4 separate regions of the Pan troglodytes genome follow, and all the other regions are linked to region 1. The links are chromatin contacts, called in public Hi-C maps. All regions are on one chromosome and are shown on one strand. The core of a region is the stretch at or near the end of the contact, and the rest is flanking DNA. Distances in the headings are between cores, read along the strand shown.

Region 1 (3,966 bases), core at 1,085-3,584:
GTTCCTTCCACCATTTGAGGACATGTAGAAGGTGCCATCCATGAACCAGCATGGGGACCCTCACCTGAGTCAGCAGATGCCCTGATCTGAACTTCTCAGCCTCAGAACTGTGAGGAATAAATTTCTGTTGTGTATAAGCCACCCAGTATATGGTATTTTGTTATAGCTGCCAGAGCAGACTGAGATGCCCATTTTCCCCCTCTGTGCCTTCTTTCTATCTTTGGTACTTTGCAGTGTCACTCAGAAAGTTACAGAACAGTGTTCAAACTATTGATAGAGGCATTCTCTGCTCTCCTGGAAGATAGCCAGGCATTCCCACAGTCAGCCAAGTGACCTTCAGACATGAGAAGGACAGCCACTCTTGGAGCCACCCCTCCACTCTAGGAGCACTCTAGGTGCTCACCCCCTGGCCCACCTAATAGGGGCCATTTGCATGATCCTGTGGTCTAAGTTTAATACATGACCTGAGAAGCTAGGAAAAGAAAAGACATTGACAAGAATTAGGGAGAAAAATAATCCTGCTGGGATCTTATGATTTCCATAATCTTTATTTTCTTCAGCTGCAAAATAAGATAATTGGACAACATAGCCAAAAAGATCTCTTCCAGTTAGGGTGACCAACTTGTTGCAGTTTGCCTAAGATAGCCTTAATTTTAAAACTGAAAATGTCACATCCTGGACACCTTCTCAGTCCCTAGCAACTCAGGATAGCTGGTCATCCAATTTTCCTCTCCAGTTCATGAGGAAGTCCTAACTCATCATTTGATTGACACACACATATTTAGATTCATTTTTTGGTTTTAAAAGTAATAAGTTTCTACTTCATCATGCTTAATTTCAGCAGAAATGCAAATAATTCTGTCTTATCTCTCACATGGGCTTTAGACTTTATATATTGCACAATGTTGGTTAATGCAGGCAAATGAATGCTAAAATGTAGAAAGTTGACATTTCTTTACTTTGTGAACTTTTTGGCTATGCCCCACTGTGTGTTCTGAGCCAGTGTGTGGCATGGCAGCTGTGTTGTGGCCTCAGAGGACAGTGACATGATGTCATCAGAGGTCTCCTAGAGAGCTGCTCTCCCAGCATCATGTACCTGACAGAGAAAAACACTGCACAAGGTCTAAAACCAAGGGTCACAGTATCTGTAAATGCTACACAAATGATCACCTGCTATTTGCTATTCATATTAATGTAATTATTTCTGTGATTATTCCAAATTATTTACTTTTACAATTTCTGCTTTGAAAGAAAGCAATGACTTCATCTTTAGCCACTATTCTGAAATCAGTCATACTGACTACAATCCCTTGTTTTCTTCACAAAAGAAAGAAATCAGATGACCTTTGCTCTGACCTTTGACTTGATATTTACAAAAGCTAATTATAGGGTGGGTCAACTTCCTTTATCATTCAGAGACATTTGGTAAAGCTCTACTCTTCAATTTTTTTTTAAGTCGCTTAGAGGGCAATTTAGGGCTGTATACAGTATGATTAAATCTAGAAAGAAATAGTTAATTTGGAATTTTGGCCATCAACATTGATTTTCTCAAAACCAATCAAGTATAACATGGAAGCTGTATAAGTCAGCAATTAAAATCAGTGTTTCACTAACAAAATGAAATCAGTTATCTGCCGGTCTGGTGGTTAGAGGTCATAGACATAGAGATACACAGTCTGAGACCTTCAGCATTAAACCTCTCTCAGTTTTCACCACCACTGCCTCTACTACTGCGTCAGCAAGAAAAGGACTGCAGCAACTGTGTAGTACTTAAACTGTAAAGGTTACTTGGCTAATAAAGAGACGAATGCCGCCAAGACAGAGCACAGTCATACATCCCTGTAGTGCATGTAACTTATTTACCTTTCATATAATTGTTATGCTTATAAACAGAAGCTTAAAAAGGATAAACAGTCAGAAGAGAAAAAAAGCATTAGGTAGTCAAAACAATGATGCAACCACTCAGCATTGCGCTTTCTCCCCAAGCTTCCCTTGGCAATCTTTTTCTCAGGCTAAGAGTAAAGGTCTGATTCCTTTTGTTCATTTCAGCCACCGCCCTTTAGCAATCTGAGTCTGAGCAAGACTGCCACGCCCAATCAAGGGACAAAGGCAGAAATAAGGGAAACTCTGGGCACAGAGACAGCTTGACTTCATTTATACCTGTGCGATATGTTGGGCTCTGTGACGTGAAGGTGCAAATCAGTTGCTATCTCTATAAACAAACAATTAAAACAAGAGGCTTAAAATTTATATCTATGTTCTGAAACGCTATCTGGTAAAAGTATTCTTTTCCTAGAAAGAAAGAGATGTGGCCAAAGTGGTCTCTGATTTTCAGAAGAAGGGTGAATGCTGCCCCCTTTTGACTGAGCACAATATATACCATGTATCCATAAACCTGAAACATAAAGCAATGCACAGTGAGAATAAAGATCCTATGTCTGTAATGAGAAATCTGATTAAATATTGGAAGCTAGAAAGTATAAAGGGGCTCAAAGTTTATCTAGTACAAGTCTCAAGGGGCCTTTTCTAGCTTCTTGGAAGATTGGTCATCCTTCATCCAGGCTTCTATATCATTTTAGTTGTGTCTCTTTTGTAGATTCTCAATTCTGTCTGGAGTGATCATATGAGTTTACTGCACTGTTTCTCCTACCAGTGATAGACTCCTTGAAAGACTGAGCTACATCTTTTTATTTTGCCTGTGTAACTCTCACAGTGCCTACAAACACTTGTGCATAGTGGGTTCTCATAAATAAATGTTTATTAAATACAAATACCTAGATGAGGTCATCATAGTCTGTAGTTGTGAGTAGTTCTCTCTTTAAAAAGCTAGTGAGTCTATCTGGGATTTAAAGTTGACATTCACACAAATGGTGCCATACTTTAACCCAAGAACTGCAAACTTTTATGCACACATCCCTGGCTTATTTATAAATTATATGCATCTATTACTGAACTGTTATAGAAGTTAAAACATAAAAATTAAACAAGAGGAAAAAAACTTAGTCACACTATGTAAAGACATAACATTGAGTGAAAGAAACTAGGCACAAAAGAGAACATACTGTATGATTCCATTGACATAACACTCAAAAACAAGCAAAACTAATGCATAGGCATACCTCAGAAATATTGTGGGTTTAATTCCAGACCACCATAGTAAATAAAATATTGCAATAAGATGAATATCACAATAAAGCAATCACATGAATTTTTTTGTTTCCCAGTGCATATAAAAGTCATGTTTACACTGCCGGGCATGGTGGCTCACTCCTGTACTACCAGAATTTTGGGAGGCCAAGGTGAGCAGATTGCTTGAGCCCAGGAATTCAAGACCAGACTGAGCAATATAACAAAACCCTGTCTCTACAAAAAATACAAAAATTAGCCAGGCATGGTGGTGTGCACTTGTGGTCCTGGCTACTCTGGAGGCTAAGGTGGGAGGATGGCATGAGCCTAGGAGGCAAAGGTTGCTGTGAGCAAAGATCATGCCACCACACTCCAGTCTGGGTAGCAGAGTGAGACCCCATCTCAAAAAAAAAAAAAAACAGTTTAGTTTACACTATACTACAGCCCATTAAGTGTGTAATGGAATTACATCTAAAAACCTTAACTAAAAAATGCTAGTGATCATCTGAGTTGTAATCCTTTTGCTGGTGGGGGATCTTGTCCTGATACTAATGGCTGCTGACTGATCAGGGTGGTGGTTGTTGAGGGTTGGGGTGGCTGTGGTAATTTCTTAAAATAAGACAACAGTGATGGGAGTGTAAATTAGTTCAAACATTGTAGAAGACAGTGTGATGATTCCTCAAGGATCTAGAATTAGAAATACCATTTGACCCAGTGATCCCACTACTGGGTATACCCAAAAGATTATAAATCATGCTACTATAAAGACACATGCACAAGTATGTTTATTGCAGCACTACTCACAACAGCAAAGACTTGGAACCAACCCAAATGTCCATC
Region 2 (3,966 bases), core at 665-3,164, 490 kb before region 1:
AACAGAAGTCTTTATCAACTAACACTTCTGCACTACAATAAAAATTCACATTTGTATAATGATCCTGAAGCATTTTATGACAATGATTACTATACTTCTAATGTTGTGTATGTTTTATTATATCCCAGATCTTTCCCATTGGAAACCCAATCATGACATGAATAGCAATTATTAATCAAAATATTTGATAAACCAGAATGTTTCATTCCCCAATTAACACTGGATAGCACAAAATTTACTGTAAATGTGCTGTTCCTTTTCTATCTTGAGGATATGCATGTTGAAAAATAAAAAATAATTATGGAAAGGGAGCAGAAATGAGACTCTGATATACTCACTAGCCTTGTGGCCTAAGATAAGTCATTTAAGTTCTCTTGCTTCTGTTTCCTCATTTGTAAAAAAGGGACAGTGATATCCCTCATCATAGGATCATTGTGAAGCTTAAACAAGAAACTCCATGTGGAGCTTTTAGCAGAAAGCCTGGCACAAGATAAGTAAATGTTATCTGTATTTTGATCATCATCGGTATTATTGTTGCTATTGTAATTATTCTATGGCGAGGGCCTAATAAGTGAAGCCAGACCAAAGACTGAGTAATTCAAAGCTATCAAATATGCATTAGGTTGGCTTCACATTTTAATTAAGGCTTGAGTTAATATTAGAAATATAGAGTCACCATTGTCTTTGTGAGGAAAGCCCGATTAATTATAGAAGCTCAATAGACATACAGGGCTTGTGATATATTCATAAGGATTTATTCCAGATAGATGGCTTCGGGGTGGAGCTAGAAAAACAAGTTTTGCTTCGATTTCTGGGCTGCCTGTAACAGCAGCGGCAGCCACTCAGGGTTTCAAGAGACGCTCTCACAGCCTCCTGAATGACTGCTCCCCCCTCCCCTGCAAGTGACGGGGACAAATGGCTGCTGTCTCACCACACATCTCCTCTTCCCATCTCCTCCACCCTCCGCCAGCCCACCGGGCACGTGCCAGCAATGAGCTGCCTGCCTCACTGGGATGCTCAGGTCCATTAATAAGCCCTGGAAGGCTGATAATTGGGGATTCGTGGAGCCTGCAGTTTTTCAATAAGCCAGGTTGTTATGGAAACCAGCAGCAGAACTCCATGTCCATATTATTGATCCTAAACAAAATAAAATAAAATAAAAGTGGGGAGCAGGAAAGGATCATTTCAATCCATCCTCTCCCCTGCCCCGCCCCAGCCCCCATCATTTTATTTTAGAAGTCCATTACCAATTTGCACACATGAGACTTCACAACTCTTCTCTCTTTCGGTTTCCTTCTCAGCACTCCCCCACCCCTTTCTTAATTACAACTGAATGTTTTTTCACCTCTAGCAGAAAAATCAGCTGAGCAGGGTACCAAAGGCACACCAGAGTAGACACTCTAAATCGAATTTAACACCATAGCATTAATGCTGTTTATTTGAGCCAAGAAAATCAGCAATGAATATCAATGTGCTTTCCTCACCGTTAAAATAAATAATAATAATAATAATAATTTAACAGGATTTTTAAAAATGGTCCCAGAGTCTCCCTGTGGCTCTTAATATGTATTGTTCTCTAGCAAGACAGCCAAGCCACCACCCAAGATGAGTAGCCCTGTGTGTTGAAACCAGGGCCCAGCTCTCAAATTGTCAGAGGAAAGGGGGCAGCATTTCCTTGGACTACTTTTAAAAATTAGCTGACAACCTTCTTACAATAAAAATCCAATTACTCCTTTTGGTTAATAAATTCAGGTATGATGCAAAGAAGACACCTGAGAGGGAGGCCTGGAGAGAACACTAAATGAATCCAGCCTGGAGGCTGCGGTGGGCCCGGAATCGCCACCTCCATCTCTACGTTGAAAAGACGAGGACACCATTGTTTCCTGATCAACTTCCCATTTCATCCCAGCAGAGGGCACCAGTGTAATTCTGTTCCCAGCTGTGGAGGCTGAGTGGAAGGCAGGCGTGTCAGGCGTCACTCTCCAGGAAGAAATGACCCCAGGCAAACTGCATAGCAGTGCAATAGGAACAACTATTGTGATTGGGTCCTATTTTGAAGTTAATCCTAAATCAATTTTGATTTTTTGGTCCTTCGAATATGACCAAAAACTCAGTCTACAAGTAGATTGTTAAGTCACTTTAACAGGTACGCTGAAATAATGTTAATATCTTTGAACTGAATTCATAAGTGTGGATTGTGCTTTGTGTACACTTCATAGAGACATCAGAGTCATTCTGGGAGCAAAAATAATATGGTGAAGTAAAAACTTTAACCACCCTCTATTTGCTGTTGGACCAAGACTGAAAACTTCCGACCACTTCAAGGTCCAACATACCCTACCTTCTCCTCACTGGCACAAACTACTAAGGCCGGTATCCTCACCAATGCTTCATCATAATGCTCGTTTCTTTTCTTCAGACCCTACCCACTATCGTGGTCTCTGAATTCCTTTGCCACAACTACAGACTGCAGTTTGCAAGCAGTCACAAACTTATTTTGTTCTATACTGGTACTGAGTCTTTTTTGTTTCTGTTTTCTTTTAAGAGCCTTACTTTTCTCCCCATCCAGACTGTAACTTCCATGACAACAGATATTCACTTTTATAATCTACATCCCTCACAATGCCTGTGTAGTGTGGAAATTATACGTATTAATAAGTACAAATTAATTGAATGACAGTAGAATACAGTCCTTGCGATATCTGGGTTTATCTCCTCTATTCTGATGCTAACTCATTGTGGGACCATGGCCAGACCATGCAACTGAATCCCAGAACAAGCTTCATCGTTCATTAAAACACAGGCGCGCACAACTTCTCCTGGAGATTGTTCAAGCATAGTGCATCATAATATTTTTGTGCAGTGGTCCCAGTAGAGTATCTGATGAAAGACAAGGTCATTTTGCCAAGAATATCATCCGTATGCACACACAGTATAATATGTTGCAAATAATCTTAGGAGATGAAAGAACCCTCCTGAAGCCCATCCAGTTCCCAGGCTTAGGCAATTTTTAAGTTTCCTTTTAGGTCTAAGACTGTAGGATTGAAATCCAAGATGTGACAAGTTATAGCTGGTATCTACCTGGAAAGAGTGTGTTAGCTATTTCCCTTAAGGTATCCCAACCTTTTCTATTGAATCCCTAGATTGCAGTTTCTGAGGGACAAATTACATGAAGCCCAAATTAATCCTAACATCACTACCTGGTAACCTTGGCTGACTTCCAGGCTCAATCATTACTGATAATGTAAGGACTTGGTAATGTTGCTGAGCTACAAGGTAGGCCAAATAGAATAGACTCTGACTCCCAAAAGAGACTGCAAATCATTATGTGTCTCTCTTGCTGGCCATAAATCATGTCCTATTTGCACGTTAATTTCCTTCATAAAATCAGGTGTAGTACCAAAGAAAAAGAAAGTTTCCCAATAGCTGAAAGTTTCCCAGCTGAAAGGAACAGGAACAATGGTGACTTTCTATTAGGCACTTACTATGTGTTCAATAAAATACCATAATAGACACCTTTTACACATGATCTATTTAATACCGACAACCACCAAGTTCAGCAATGAGGATATTTTATTTCACAATGACAAAGCTGACGCTGAATTAATGGCATAGAGCTGGTTAGGGACTGGACCTTTGATTCAAACATAGATAGGTCCGATTCCAAGATCGCTCTGATATTTCTCCTCCACTGCAGGCCTCCAAGCAAGAGATTTGGCTAAATTCATGTTTGTTGCAATTCTGTCTATTGTTGCAGTATCCACTGAATAATATATTTGTCTTTTGTATTACTTCGAATACAAAATAATACTCTGAAATACTTTACTTTGGGTCACCAAGAAACCATTGTTCTCTTTATTTGCTGGATGAAGTAATTTCTTCCACTATTTTACCTGTAGGAAGATGACAGATTATCCATGCTTTTACCATCTTCAATTTTAAGATTTGCCCAGAGGGGGCCAGGCG
Region 3 (3,966 bases), core at 581-3,080, 430 kb before region 1:
AGTGCTCCACCTTCCTAAATGTTATTTCCCCAGCTCACCAGTGAAATAACCTCAGGACTTTTCTTTGACAGTGTTCTTAACCCAGACACCTGTATTTATTACATTTATATATTAAAATGAAGGAGGTCACAGAGAGAAAATGCCCTGGTTTGATAAAATGAGCCAATGGAAGCATCAATCTCTGTAACCACAGGGCAGTTTCAGGAGATGCTGCAAATACCGCCCCCAACTCAATCCCCCACTATCCGACTTTTTCCCCCAAATAGCCCCACACAATCCAGGATGTCTGCTTATTTATTTATTTATTTATTTATGCCAAATCTCTACTCCCACTGCTCTGACATTCTGCTTCAGTCTCCCATCCTCTTCCTGCTCCTTCTCCTTCATCCTCACTCCCCACCCTTCCTTCCAGGGCGCTGGCTAAATGTGCTAAGCTGGCAGGCTGTTTCTTCTCCACTCTCTTCCACCCCCTTCGGATTCAGGGAGTGTATTACAAATTGCCCAATTTCCAATACCTGCACTGGAAATTATACCCAAATTCCATCTCTTGCACCCCACCCCTAAGGCAATCAGTCTGCGAAGGGCTTCTTTGACCAAGATTGCCCCCACCACACCCCCACCCCCACCACAGTCAAGCATACGCACACACTCACCCGTATCCCACACCCATTTTTCTCTTTAACCTTCGCCAAAATCACTCAAATGCATTCCAACAAATGTTTGAAAGCTTCTTTTGGAGACTGCCATGGCATGGTCGGTTGCTGCGGAATACCACACTCGTCATTCCTTCCCACTCTCACCCCAATCAAGTTTCTAAAATGTCTTTCAAGAAATAAGCGAGCAATTGGAAATGGCTGTAAAACCTGGGCAGTGGGGGAGGGAAGGAGGGGCTCTGATTCTTGCTAATCTTGGATGTGTCCCTCTTCCTGATGAAAATGAGTCACCATACTTATTATCCAGGATGTTAGCCTGTCTCTGGTCACTGACAATCCCAGGAAAGAAGCAAGGGAAGGGGAGAAGAGAAAAGACCTGGTTTCCAACAGGTAATACCCGGCTGTCTTTCCCATCCCATCGGAGCTCCTAGGGGCGTGGTCCACCCTCTCCTCCGACCAGCTGGTGCACAATCGGCTGCTGATCTTAGGAAGGGGATTTTCCCCTTCTGCATGGCCAATTTCTCCCCCAGCCCCAGTTGTCTTAGCTTCTCTTAAAAAAAAAAAAAATCTATCAAATCACAGTTTCATTCATTCATTGAAAAATAAATACTAAATAAATAAGACCTGCACGTTTTTCCATAAATACCTGCGCCCCTTCGAAGCTCATGCATGCACGAAATAAGGCATCTTCCGCAGCACATGTGAGAAAATTGTATGACAGAGAGGCAATACTCAGTTCTGAATATTATTTCCTCAACCCTGCTTTTTGCAAATAATATAAAGAAATGCCTCCCCATCTTGTAGGTAGAGCCCACATCATCTCCCCCACACCCCTTTCTACGTCCACACCCTCAAGACCAGAGACCTCAAATGCTGAGCATTCACTAATAAGAAAAAAAAAAATTATTTCTAGCCAAACAGGCATGTTTTTTCTACCCTCAACCTAATTAGTAGCAGCATTCCAAAACCAGAGCATGAAAGACAGAAAAGAATAAAAGCTGGGATGCAACCATCAGTTACCATATGCTAAGGAAGCGCGAGCACCATGGCCAGAGCAGAAGCAGTAAAAAAATTGTTTGCCTTTACGGGGAAATACTGTACTCTGGTTATTTCACAACAGCAAGAAGTAAAAAATCTTTAGCTCTACCTGTTTGGTTCTTCTCATACAGCACAGCATGGTTGTCTCGTCCCTTGCCTTCTTCCTGCCTTCTCTCCTTTCCTTCTCTCTCTTTCTTATTCCCCCCCTCTCCACCTCTTTTCTGCTCGCTTGCTCACTCGCTCTCTCGCGCTAGCGCGCTCTCTCTCCCTCCCTCCCTCTCTCTCCCTCACACACACCAGGGCAGTTAGCAGCAACTGTAAGGTCCACAGCTATTGCTCATCGCACATGCTCGCTCCCTCTCTCTAGCGCGCGCTCTCTCTCTCTCTCTCTGGTGCTCTCTCTCCGCTGTCCTCTCTTCCCTCTCTTCTCCTTTTTTCTCCTTCCCCCCAATATCTATCTATCTGTCTTTTTCTTCCCTCTCTCTCCGTCTCTTTCTCGGAATTGTTCGCTAGCCTTCAGTGACTAATCACTTCCCCCAGCTCCTACCCCCATTCTAGACAGTCGCCCCCTCCCAGTCCCCTGCCAGCCTCATGAATATTTAAACACCTCCAATCTGGACCCAATTACCCACCGACTTTTCCACTGCATTGAGAGGGTGATGGGGTGGGGGCAGAGAAGGATATTCCAGTCAATCCAGGAGATATGATAGAGCATGTTTTAGGGAAGAGGGGCTTGAGGAATCCTTGTATTTCTTTAAGAACTCTTTTCCTCTTTTCCTAGTATTATAAAAGCAAAGAACAGCTATTTCTAAAGAGGAATTGTAGTCAGTCCTATACAATATAAGTCATATCTGCCATTACATTTTATGCATAGTTAATAATTGTGGAGGTTAATTTCCCTCAAAAAATGAAATAACATGTAAATATCATACACTGTTTATATATTCTTCTCAGTATACATACAACCTGAAATAAATACAAAGCTTAGACATGCACAAGCATATTTTATATATGTTCCAATATCCTGGAAAAAATCCACATAAATATATTGCATTTTAAACATTCTAAGCACTTGAGCTCAGAAATAATAAACAATGTTTAAGAATTGGCATCCATATCTAAAATCACATGGTAGTTTTTTGTTTTTTCCTTAATGCACATATACCTGTTTGTAAATTGTGGTTTCTTCTAATTTTACTGAAAAAGCTGAGCACATTCAAACAGGTCTGTGTAATATTGATGGTGATCAAAATGATATTTTACAATTTGGGCATGATAGATTAAAGTGAATTCATCTGAGATGAGAAGAAATGATAAGTCATGAAGCCTACTTCTTGAATTCCTTCTATGGCCTTTCATAATTTTGGGGGAGGAACATGTGACTCTTATAGTGTGTATAGCACAATTTTTAGTTATTTATTGTTGAATGAGTTTGAGTGTGTTACTGAAGCTCTTTGCACCTAATTTTCTCATCTTTAAAATGGAGATAATAATGCCAATCTTGACAACATGTTTTGAGGACTAAATGATATAACGCATGCAAAGCACAACAGTCTTTCTGAGTGTATAATAGCTTTACTCCAGAGACTGTACTTTTCTGAAATTCGGGTGACATTTGCAAGTGAATATCTCAAAGAAGTTTTCAAACTATTTCTTGTTGTTCATTAGTGATGACAAGTACCCCTAATTAAACAGCTCATATTCTTCATAGTCCCTCCTAGACCTCCTAGACATAAACCTAGTTAATAAGTGGCAACTAGGCAGCTTATTATTAGGCATATTTCAGGATCACTGAGCTCAATAAGTGCTTAGTACATTTTAACATAATTTAAGGTATATCTATTTCAAAATGGACTATCTCAGACAGGTACCTGGGAACGATGGTGATGATGACACCCAGGAGGTGATACTTAAAATTAGCCTTAATTATTCCTCAGGAGTCTTCCTGAGAGTGGCCTGCTTCAGATCCGCTGATTTGGTCTTTCATTCTTCTCAGTTTGCTTCCTAGTTTTCATATTTATGATTAAAAAACAGAATTAGTTTCTGAGTTTAATAATTTTTTAATGTTACAAGGAGCCCAATTTTGAAAGCCCAGCCGCTTTCAGAACAGCCTTCCGTGATTTTAAGTGATAAAAGAGGACAAAGAGTGGGTGAGAAATGGCTCCTACCAGAAACATTCCAGTTGCAGATTAGGAACACCCTACCTAGCCTGCCAGTGGCTAAAGAGCAATGAAGGGAGGAGGCAGAGAATGTGGGGATTGGGGATGATGGAGAA
Region 4 (3,966 bases), core at 503-3,002, 320 kb before region 1:
ATTTGTACATGTTAATCTTATCTCCCCAACAAAATGATAAATTTGAAGGCTAGTATTACAGCATATGCTTTCTCTTATATTTCACAATAGTTTGCAGGGCTAAGTTCATGAAGTAAATGCTCAGTAGATAGTTGCTAATTGAATATTTTCTATACATAGTATTCAATTGAAGAGATAAAATAGAACTGACTCATAATTGTATCCACCACCATTCTGGGTAGTGATTTTACCTCTATTCATCCCAATTTTCTTTTTTAAAAATTGTATTTATTATTTTTTTAGATGGAGTCCTGCTCTGTCACCCAGGCTGGAGTGCAGTAGCATGATATCAGCTGACTGCAACCCCCGCCTCCTGGGTTGAAGTGATTCTCCTGCCTCGGCCTCCCGAGTAGCTGAGATTACAGGTACCCACCACCATTCCTGGCTAATTTTTTTTTTTTTTTAGTTTTTTTAGTAGACATGGGTGTTTCACCCTGTTGGCCATGATGGTCTGGAACTCCTAACCTTAGGTGATCCACCCGCCTTGGCCTCCCAAAGTGTTGGGATTACAGGCTGAGCCACTGCACCCAGCCCTAATTTTCTTGAAATTGGAAGATTTTGCACATTAAAATTTCAGAACCCAAAAGGGTTTCTTTCACACCCAGTGAAAAGGAGGAAGGATTCCAGTGATTCTTTTTCAAATTTTAAACCCTGTATAGCAACAGCAAACCTTCTGAACATTCATGAGATGCATATTGGGTTTTCCAACAGAAAGAACATGGGGTCCTAGGGGTCAGAAGAAAATATGAAGGGTCAAATGGCTCCCTGAACATCCCTGGGAGCATCAGAGCAGTGGTGGAAGAAATGGGAATTCAGATGAAGAGCTATATAAACTGGACAGTTTCCTAATAAGAATTCACATGTTTTCTGAGAGGGCTTCACATAAATTAAGAATAGCAACTGGAATAGAATCAAAGAGAAGTTGTGAATATCTTTTCATCCAAAACCAAAACAAAGATATATATGGCGCATATCTTAGTGTGTGAACAATCCAGTTATGTGTCTACATACGGGAGACTATTCATTGATGCAGCTTTATCTAGATGGGAGAGAACTAGTGGTGTACTGGAGCAACTCATACCAGCCCATAGAAGCTAATTGTTCAATTTTCAAAAGTTTTGCTAATTGTTAAAGCATTGGCAGCTTGAAATCAGCCATGTTGAGAATACTTACACCAGGAAAATTAGCAAACTCTACAACACAGTGCTTTTCTTTTCAAAGCACACTAATGGCAGAAGAGTGGGATTACGTATCTCTCCTTCCATAGAGCACCATCAGGGAAGAGGGGGTGATGACCTGTCAAATTCTGTATCTTCTAATTTTCATAAAGAGTTCTTTAGAGTCAGAAGTATATGATATTAGAGTTGTATAAGACTTTAGAGGAACTAAAGTCCAGAAACAAGAAGTACCTTGCCCAAAGGTATGTATCTTACCTGATCACATAGGAAGTCTGAAGAAACACCCAGATTTTCTTACCCTCACCCATTACTTTCAGGAAATGTAGTGTCTGATTATTCACAATGCTATACTCTCTTCCCTCCTTCCCCTCACATCAAGGAAAGCTCCTGCTGTTAAGGCCAGATCACTCTCTTTTGTCAGAGCCCAGCTCATAAAATGCTATTAAGTAAATTACTGATGACCTAATTCCCAGCTGCAGGACACATTCCATTAGAGGCAGGCTGCCTGCCAAGAAGTGTCAGCGATGACTGGATGGCAGGAGTGATTGAAACCATCCTGCCAGGGATGGCTGGGCCTCTGAGAGTACAGTTCATGGTAGGGAGGAGGTGCTCCTATTCCCCAACATGAGTCCCGTGTCTTTTTCTGGGAACTGAATTCATCAGCCTCAAAAAGAACTTTCTCAAACTAACAAGGGTCACCACTGCAGAAACAACTGGAGGTAATACCTCCTCTATTACAGATGTCTAGAATAACAAGCAAATTTAACCACTATCATCTACGGCACAAACTTGCAAAAGCTGTCCACACCATTTTTTCTTTCTTGCTTGCTTTAATTGTCAGGCTGCCCATTCCTCCCACTTCTGTTCTATTTTCTTAAAGCACAACGAGTTCCTAGTTGATAGTATGGTGGAGAAGAGTAGAAAGAGCATGGTCTATTTATTTTATTTTTAATTCACCTAGTATTCACAAATAAGAAATGGGTATTTGTAGAAAAAATATATCATATATAAAAAGTAGATAAGTCCCATGCAGGCCATTTTTTAGCTGATATTTACTTATTGCAGATTGATACAAGGGTTAAATTAGATAAAACACTTTGCATGCTGTAAATAAACAATATAAATGTAAAAATACAATTCTGTTAGATGTTAAAGTACAAATGGAATAGTATTTACATTTCAAAGGAACTTTGGTTTCAGTCAGCCTTTATAGGTATAAGAAATGATGTAACAGAACTATCACTGGACTAGCAGTAAGGAAACCTGGGCTCTAACCTTGCCTTTATCACAGTCTCTAAATGACTGTGATATTAGAAAAGTCACTCATTTCCTCCTGGCTCTTGCTTTCTCTTCTGTGAAATGAAAAGGTTTCCATTTCAAATTAAAATGAGAGTAAACCAGAGGATCAATATGGTTTGGAACTGGGTCCGCACCCAAATCTCACGTCAAATTGCAGTTCTCAGTGTTGGAGATGGGGCCTTGTGGGAAGTGACTGGATCATGGGAGGGGATTTCCCCCTTGGTACTGTGTTGTGATAGTGAGTGTGTTCTCATGAGATCTGGTTGTTTGAAAGTGTGTAGCACCGCCCCCCGACCTTGCTGTCTTCCTCCTGCTCCAGCCATATTAATAGTCTCACTCCCCCTTTGCCTTCCACCATGATTGTAAGCTTCCTGAGGCCTCCTCAGAAGCGGAAGCTGCTATGCTTCCCGTACAGCCTGTGGAACTCTGAGCCAATTAAACCTCTTTTCTTTATAAATCACCCAGTCTTAAGTATTTCTTTATAGCAGTGCAAGAATGAACTAATACAGAAAATTGGTACCAGGAGTGAGGCATTGCTATAAAGATACCTGAAAATGTGGAAGTGATTTTGGAGCTGGGTAATGAGCAGAGGTTGGAAGAGTGTGAAAGGCTCAGAAGAAAGGAAAATGAGGGAAAATTTGAAACTTCCTAGAGACTTGTTGAATGGTTGTCACCCAAATGCTGATAGTGATATGGATAATGAAGTCCAGGCTAAGGAGGTCTCAGATGGAAGGGAGAAACTTATTGGGAACTGGAGTAAAGATCACTTTTGATGTGCTTTAGCAAATAGCCTGGTTGCATTTTCCCCTTGCCCTAGGGATCTGTGGAACTTTGCACTTGAGAGTGATGATTTAGGGTATGTGGCAGAAGAAATTTCTAAGCAGCAAAGTGTTCGAGATGTGACCTGGCTAACAACCGATGCTTACATGTGTGAGCTAATAAGTGACCTAAAGTTGAAACTTACATTAAAAGGGAAGCAGAGCATAAAAGTTCAGAAAATTTGGAGCCTAGCCATGTGGTAGAAAAGAAAAGCCCATTTTCAGGGGAGGAATTTCCAGCAAGTTGCAGAAATTTGCATAAGTAAAATGGAACCAAGAACTAATAGCTAAGACTATGGGGAAAAGGCCACAGAGACATTTCGGAGACCTTCACAGCAGCCCCTCCTATAACATGCTCAGAGGCCTGGGAAGGAAGAATGGTTTCATAGGCCAGGCCCAGGGCCCTGTTGGCCTAGAAAGCCTCAGGATACTGCTCCCTGAATCCTAGCCACTCCAGCTCCAGCCATGGCTAAAAGGGGCCCAGGTATAGCTCAAGCTGCTGCTTCAGAGGGTGCAAGCCATAAGCCTTGGTGGCTTCCACGTGGTGTTAAGCCTGCAGGTGCTCAGAATGCAAGAGTTGAGGCTTTGGAGCCTCCACCTATATTTCAGAGGATGTATGGAAAAGTCTGGAT

The links. Hi-C and Micro-C count contacts between places; a contact is called where the count stands out from the background.
Region 2: a Hi-C map of stem cell-derived neural progenitor cells shows a contact between it and region 1, with 14 times the contacts expected there. The contact joins two enhancer-like sites. A contact is called at or near these places in 4 of 7 Hi-C or Micro-C datasets (blood, induced pluripotent stem cells and stem cell-derived neural progenitor cells) and 1 of 1 other capture datasets (stem cell-derived neural stem cells).
Region 3: a contact with region 1 is called in a Hi-C map of stem cell-derived neural progenitor cells, with 3 times the contacts expected there. The contact joins the promoter of GAP43 here to the enhancer-like site in region 1. A contact is called at or near these places in 1 of 7 Hi-C or Micro-C datasets (stem cell-derived neural progenitor cells) and 1 of 1 datasets of contacts at active chromatin or transcription factors (stem cell-derived excitatory neurons).
Region 4: a Hi-C map of stem cell-derived neural progenitor cells shows a contact between it and region 1, with 4 times the contacts expected there. The contact joins two enhancer-like sites. A contact is called at or near these places in 1 of 7 Hi-C or Micro-C datasets (stem cell-derived neural progenitor cells) and 1 of 1 datasets of contacts at active chromatin or transcription factors (stem cell-derived excitatory neurons).

What each region holds. Positions count from the first base shown.
Region 1 is chr2:118,531,934-118,535,899 of NHGRI_mPanTro3-v2.0_pri, reverse strand. The region is part of intron 3 of LOC134809466 (a long non-coding RNA gene); the gene reads right to left. Among named protein-coding and RNA genes, the nearest start is that of ZBTB20, 71 kb to the right of the region's middle. Within about 2 kb of position 2,334, at least 6 of the 24 cell types and tissues checked have an H3K27ac peak or open chromatin away from gene starts, as enhancers often do. A contact at or near this core is called in stem cell-derived neural progenitor cells and stem cell-derived neural stem cells, where this site is marked.
Region 2 is chr2:119,026,264-119,030,229 of NHGRI_mPanTro3-v2.0_pri, reverse strand. All of the region lies in intron 2 of GAP43 (growth associated protein 43), which reads right to left. Among named protein-coding and RNA genes, the nearest start is that of GAP43, 69 kb to the right of the region's middle. Within about 2 kb of position 1,914, at least 16 of the 24 cell types and tissues checked have an H3K27ac peak or open chromatin away from gene starts, as enhancers often do. A contact at or near this core is called in stem cell-derived neural progenitor cells and stem cell-derived neural stem cells, where this site is marked.
Region 3 is chr2:118,957,276-118,961,241 of NHGRI_mPanTro3-v2.0_pri, reverse strand. It overlaps GAP43 (growth associated protein 43), which reads right to left and starts at 1,830. Exons shown (of 3, transcript NM_001009816.1): 1 at 1,801-1,830. The coding sequence starts at 1,830.
Region 4 is chr2:118,852,552-118,856,517 of NHGRI_mPanTro3-v2.0_pri, reverse strand. It overlaps a transcript of GAP43 not described here. Among named protein-coding and RNA genes, the nearest start is that of GAP43, 100 kb to the left of the region's middle. Within about 2 kb of position 1,752, at least 9 of the 24 cell types and tissues checked have an H3K27ac peak or open chromatin away from gene starts, as enhancers often do. A contact at or near this core is called in stem cell-derived neural progenitor cells, where this site is marked.